Linked DNA regions of Mus musculus: region 1 is linked to region 2. Evidence: chromatin contacts called from public promoter capture Hi-C data. All regions are on one chromosome and are shown on one strand. The core of a region is the stretch at or near the end of the contact, and the rest is flanking DNA. Distances in the headings are between cores, read along the strand shown.

Evidence for each region. Promoter capture Hi-C pulls out the DNA fragments that hold promoters and counts their contacts.
Region 1: a contact with region 2 is called in a promoter capture Hi-C map of pre-B cells, with 2.0 times the contacts expected there. The contact joins the promoter of Mettl27 here to the promoter of Rcc1l in region 2. A contact is called at or near these places in 1 of 39 promoter capture datasets (pre-B cells) and 1 of 484 Hi-C or Micro-C datasets (CD8 T cells).

What each region holds. Positions count from the first base shown.
Region 1 is chr5:134,930,612-134,933,850 of GRCm38.p6, reverse strand. Mettl27 (methyltransferase like 27) reads right to left here and starts at 1,478. Exons shown (of 6, transcript NM_024479.2): 1 at 1,441-1,478; 2 at 1,004-1,229; 3 at 250-378. The coding sequence starts at 1,126. 9030607J07Rik (a long non-coding RNA gene) reads left to right here and starts at 1,180. Exons shown (of 3, transcript XR_868588.3): 1 at 1,180-1,271; 2 at 1,463-1,625; 3 at 2,221-3,239.
Region 2 is chr5:134,175,439-134,178,672 of GRCm38.p6, reverse strand. Rcc1l (reculator of chromosome condensation 1 like) reads left to right here and starts at 1,906. Exons shown (of 11, transcript NM_033572.2): 1 at 1,906-2,273. The coding sequence starts at 1,959.

The DNA.
Region 1 (3,239 bases), core at 229-2,728, 760 kb before region 2:
CCCCAGGGAGGGGCTGGGGGCGTGGCTCAGATGTAGAGCACCTGTCTAGAATCCCCCAGGGAGGGGCTGGGGGCGTGGCTCTGTGGTAGAGCCCCTGCCTAGAATCCCCCAGGGAGGGGCTGGGAACATGGCTCTGTGGTAGAGCTCCTGCCTAGAATTTACTAGGCAGGGTCTCAGGACTAATTGAGCAGTAGCATGTAGGAGGTCCTGGGTGCTGAAGGGAAGGCAGGGTGGTGTATCAGATCTTACCTCCACAGCTACCAGGCCAGTGCCACAGGCCACATCGAGGATCAGGGCATCATGGGGTGAGCCCCGAAAGGCTCGACTGAGACAATCCACAGCAAGGCGTGGGGCTCGGTACTTCAAAGCAGCCACATCCTGAGGAGATAGCACTTAGCCCAACATAGTGTTTAGACGACTCACCTTGTGGGGTGCCCAAGTTCTGCCAGTTTGAGCTTGTGTGTTTTAGAGTTCAGATCCTCCTAGGACCCCAGTAACAGAAGACCCGAGCTTGAGGTGTCTTACTTTTTTTTCGAGACAGGGTTTCTCTGTATAGCCCTGGCTGTCCTGGAACTCACTTTGTATACCAGGCTGGCCTCGAACTCAGAAATCCGCCTGCCTCTGCCTTCCGAGTGCTAGGATTAAAGGCATGCGCCACCACTCCCGGCTTTGAGGTGTCTTACTGTCAAGGGACCCCACACTAGTGGGGATCAAGCTGGCTGGCTACTGGCTGTGGCAGCTCTTAGCTGGTCTGTCTATACCGAATGATGTCTCAATAGCGCCTCCTGCAGGCTCTCTCCTCGTGTTTGTTGCAGGATTAATTAGGGGTTGCTTACAGGTCAGCCGGGGTGGGTGGGGGTGGGGTGGGTGCAGGTCTCTAAGGAGCACATCTCCCAGGTCTCTTTTCAGCTCCAAGTTTCCCTGAGATGCATGGGTACTATTTTAGCTTTGCTTATAAAAACAGAATCTGAGCCACAAAAGTCGAGGACCCACGTGCTTTCACCTGGTCATACTCCGGAGCCCAGTCGTCATAGAAGCGGAGCTTGCAGGCCAGGTCGGTGATACCGTGGGAGGTTCCGACCCGGGCCAGTACTTGGGGCAGCCGCCCAGCCTCCTCCTGAGTCATTCTCCTGCGGGGGCAGAGTCCACCCAGTGATGAGGTCCTCCACAGTCTTCCGTCCTCCCTCACCCGGCGGAGGAGGTTATCAGTGCTCCAACGCGGTCCCAAGCTACAAACAAGACCTTGAGTGGGAGATGGCAGGAGCTGACCTGTACGCCGAGGCGCTGTTTGTATGGGGAGGGGCTCATAGAGCGGGGGCACTCCCGCGCAGGGAGGGAGGACTACGCCTCAGCCCATCATTCCCGGAGGTGGATCGGGGGCGCGGGTGGGGTTCTTCCTCACCACAAGGGTCTCCAAGAAGGTACAGGCTCAGAACTCACCGCGCGGAACCCCCTTCTCCAGGCAGACCCGAGGGAAGTGGAGGGGCGTGTCTGAGAGCCTGGCCCCGCCTCCAGCACCGCGACGATTGGGTTTCCGTGAGATAAAACAGCCAATCCGAGAAAGAAATGACAGACTACCCTCCCTGAGCCAATGAGCGTATTGCGTGAGAAGATCTCAAACTCACGTGAGGATTTGTTTTTGTTTTTTCACAAATAAAAAAGTTTCTCTCCCTGCCTCGCTTCCTCCCTCGCTCCCTTCCTCCCTCTCTTTTTTCCTTCCTTCCTTCCTTCCTCCCTCCCTCCCTCCCTCCCTCCCTCCCTCCCTCCCTCTTTCTTTCTTTCTTTCTTTCTTTCTTTCTTTCTTTCTTTCTTTCTTTCTTTCTTCTTCCTTCCTCTCTTTCTTTCTTTCTTTCTTTCTTTCTTTCTTTCTTTCTTTCTTTCTTTCTTTCTAAGGTCTTGCTATGGAGCCCAGGGTGACTTGGAACTCCTTATATAGACCAGGTGGACCTCTGCCTCCCAGGAACTGGGATTTAAGCGTTGTGCCATTGCTCCTGGGTACAGTATTTAAAAAACAAACAAACCCGAAAACAACAAAAAAACCAATTTATTTGGGGGGGGGGGCAGATGGTGTGTAGCAGCCAGAGAGCCATTTTTTGATTCCTCCTCCTACCATGGGACTTCCAGGCATGGGACTCAGATTCTCAAGCTTGGCAGCAAGTGCTTTGATCTGCTCAGCCATCTCACTGATCCCCGTTTTTTAGTATTTGTATGGTTTCTTAGGGTCTGAAAATCCAAAACAACCCATGCAGACACAAGAGTCCACGCAAAGCAAGAACTTTGTTTGAGTCAGGCGCAGAAACTGACCAGACAGGGACAACAGCACCGACTTGGGAGCAGACTGCGTCTTCCAATGTTCATCTTAGTAGTTAAACAGCTGGTAAAACTTTATTGTGCTCAGACCGCTGCTGATCGATCAGGACCGAAGAACAGACCTGGAAGTTGGACTTCCCCTCAGAGCCGGAATGGTACAGAGGTTTTAAGCTCGAAAGCCACAAATATCTGCCCCTATATGCAGTCACAACTCAGAATCATTTATTCGTTCATAATTAGAAACAATCATTATGTTTTGGGGAACAAAAAAAAAAAAAGCCGGGCGGTGGTGGCGCACGCCTTTAATCCCAGCACTTGGGAGACAGAGGCAGGCAGATTTCTGAGTTCGAGGCCAGCCTGGTCTACAAAGTGAGTTCCAGGACAGCCTGGAACTCAGAGAAACCCTGTCTCAAAAAAAAAAACCCAATAATAATAAGAAGAAGAAGAAGAGGAAGAAGAAGAGGAAGAAGAAGGAGGAGGAAGTTGGCTAGCCATCTGGGAAGTCCTTGGCTCCCCTAGAACCTGGGAATTTAATCTTCATTTCTCCTTAGGATCTAAGTGGAATGAAACAAAACGGCATTTCCACATAGCTCAAGTCGGTTTTCAACTTTCTATGTAGCCGAGGATGTCCCTCAACCTCTCATCCTCCTGCCTCTACATCCCAAGGGTTGAGATTCCAGGTGTGTACCACCATGCCTGATTTATGTGGTTCTGGGCATTGAACTCAGGATCGAGTGTATGCTAGACAAAAACACTCTCTCAACTGAGCTATATCCCCAGTCCTTGGAAGTATTTTATTTTAATTAAGTTAAAAGCATTTTTTTAGGAAGGATTTTATAATCTTCACTGTTCATCAGAGGTTAGATATAGCCACGAATGGATAATGAGAATGCCAAATTGGTTAATGCATGAGAAAAAAATTTAACTTT
Region 2 (3,234 bases), core at 657-3,156:
CTCTTTTCTGGGTGCCCCACCTTTTAGTTTACTTTGCATTTATTTTGTGTGAATGTGTGGGGAGATGCCCATGATGCTGAATCGGCCCGGAGGTCAGAGGACAACTTGCAGGTGTCTGTTCTCTCCTTCGGCCCCCACGTGGTGGTCCTGCCTGGGATTTGGGCTTGGCGGCACACACCTATGCCCTAAAGCCATCCTGTTTGTCCCCCATGTATCCCCTTATCTCATTGGAGGATTTTGCTTTATGAAACAGTGCTACATCCTGGCAAAGCGGTAAGAACGCAGCGATGCCACACTTCACAGACTAGGTGTGTAACATATCCTTGAGCTTGTCTTGGGATTAAGTACACATTGGATGAAGTATGGGGCTTCAGATGGACCTCAGTTGACAGTGTGTTTCTAGCATGCAGGATGCTCTGGGTTCCATCCCAGGACTGTGTAAACTTGGCATAGTGGTGAACACTGGAGATAGGCAAAAAGGTCAAGAGTTCAAGGCCATCCTTGGGTACATAATGAATTCAAGCTCAGCCTGGGCTACATGAGACCCATCTGAAGGAAAACTAATTAGTACGTTCCTGTTTATCAAGAAATACACACTAAGGATGAGCAAAGGGAGTTCGGGGGGAAGGATCCACTCTGTATTAGGGGATAACTTTTAGGAAGCCCTGCCATGGACTGTAGTCTTTATTTCAGGGACTGAATTTCTCTGTGTAGCCTTCATGCTGGAATTGAGATCTAAAGGAAGTAAGAAGGGCCCCTGGAAGCCAGGTGTAGTTTAATCAGGGTTGAACCTGGCACACTGGCATGGGTCTGTAATCCCATCACTTGGGAGGCTGGGGTAGGAGAACTGTAGTGAGGTAGAGGCTAGCCTGGGTTACAGAGTGAGACCCTGTCTTAGAAAAATATTCAATTAGAGGGCTGGAGAGAGGGCTCAAGAGTTAAGAACACTGTGCAACAACAATGACAAACAAAACAAAATACTGTTTACTCTTCCAGAGGACCAGAGTTCTAATTCTAGCATTCACATGGGGGTGTGTGGGAGTGGGGTATCAACTGTAACTGCAGTTCTAGAGAATCTAACACCCTCTTCTGAGGCCTCCACAGACACTATACACGCAGGGTACACAGATATACATGCAGGTAAAGTACCCATATGCATGAAATAAAACCGCCTAAAATAAACTAAATCAACCAATCAGTGCTGGGTATGGTGGCACACACCATTCAGGAGGCAGGGGCAGGTTTGAGTTATCCTGGTCTACAGGAACAAAGCAAGTTCCAGGCCAGTTAGGGCTAAATAATGAGATTCTGTCACAAACAAACAAACAAACAAACCATATATATTAATAGGTTTTCTTTCTTCTAGGGTGGTTTGCAATTTGCAGCAATATTCCTGCCTCAGCCTAAAGTTGGGGTTACAGGTGTGAACCACTGTGCCCAGCTACCTTCCCCAGTTTTGCTTCCATGAGATAAGCATCTAGGATGTTCCCTCTGTCTCCTTTCAGTATTTATACAAAACACTTCTTGGAATTGGGAGAGTAGTCTGTGTTAACCTATACCCTAAGGATGTGTGAGGACCTGGGTTCAATTCCCAGCTCCACCTAAGTAACTCCACACCAAAACTAACACACACACACACACACACACACACACACACACACACACAGAATTTAAAAAGGGGCAGTAAGAATCATAGAACACTTCACAGACATCTTCAAATAATAGCTTGACACTCATTTAAGTCCCCTACTCATGGATAGACGGTGAAGCCATAGCCTTCTCAAGTCTTTGCTTTCCTGGAGTAGTAATCATCTGCCAATAGTAAACATGGTTGTCTTTCCCTTAGCGCGTCGCCTTCAGCCAGTAGTAAGCATGGCCGTATCTACTTCCGCCAGGCTAGAGGTCAAGGGTGACACAAGATGGCGGCGCCCATAAGCGGTTGAGGCGTGACGCGGAGGATGTTGGCGGCGGCCCGGGCTCTGCGGGGGCCGCGGCCGAGGTGGCCGACACCGGCTCGCGAGCACTGGACACCGGCCGGCCGTTCGCGGAGCCGGCGAGAAGCGGCCGAGGCCGAGGCGGACGTTCCGGTGTTTCAGTACGTGGGCGAGCGCGCGGCTCGCGCCGATCGCGTCTTCGTCTGGGGCTTCAGCTTCTCCGGGGCGCTCGGGGTGCCCAGCTTCGTGGTGCCGTCCTCGGGGCCTGGACCGCGCGCCGGCCTGCGGCCCCGACGCAGGATCCAGCCGGTCCCCTACCGCCTGGAGCTGGATCATAAGGTGGGGGCAGTGGCATCCTCGCTGGCATCTCTTAGGGAACTTTCTTCCCCGCGTGGCCGGATTTCCGGGAGCAATGACCTCCGAGATCCCGGGATCTGCAGAGGGAGGCATGAGGGGTGGCTGCCGAGAAGTCTGTTTCTCCCAGTGCTCCGTCCTTCACTGCTGAGCCTGTTTATCACGTCTGTGGATCTTGGGGTCTCGTTCAGCATTTTTAGCAGTTTGCTTGTGGCTCGAGAGAGTTTGGTGTCTTCCCTTACTTTCTTGCCCATTGGCGTAGCTTGACAATCGCACCAAGGATTCTGCCCTTAGATCATTCGCTCAGGCCCCCCCCCCCCCCAAAAGGCCGGAGCTGTCACCTCCCAGTTACAGAGGATGAAAGGGAGTAGCAGAGAGGTCAAGTAAGGTCCAGGGCCCCACAGCTGGGTGTAAATGGTGGTATTTGTAACTTAGACTAGACAGCTCCCTTGAGGGACGGGACATTCCACAGGTCGGAGGTGTGTCGGCTAGAGTCAGTGATGGGCAGCCGGAAAAGGAGATGCTCATCTGAGCGGTTAGAGGGGAAATAGGAGGTTGCCCATGGAGCTTCTAAGGTGGCTCACGCCTTTAATCCCAGCACTTGGAGGCGGAGGCAGGCTAATTTCTGAGTTCGAGGCCAGCCTGGTCTACAGAGTTCCAGGACAGCCAGGGGTACACAGAGAAACCCTGTCAAAAAGGGGGGGCGGGGAAGAGGCTCACTTTTCAAAAGGGCTCAGCCCGGCAGCCGTGGTGGCTCACATCTGTAGTCCCAGGACTTGGACTGGACGGTTGAGACAAGAGGATTGCCACAAGTTGTACTCTAGCTTGGGCTACACAGTGAGACCCTGTCTTTACCCTCGAAATGCTGTTATTATAGCCGTGTGCAACCGTTTCTGGTTTAAGTGGTGCTGGGGACGGGGAACCCAAGGGTTTTTGCCCTACAAGC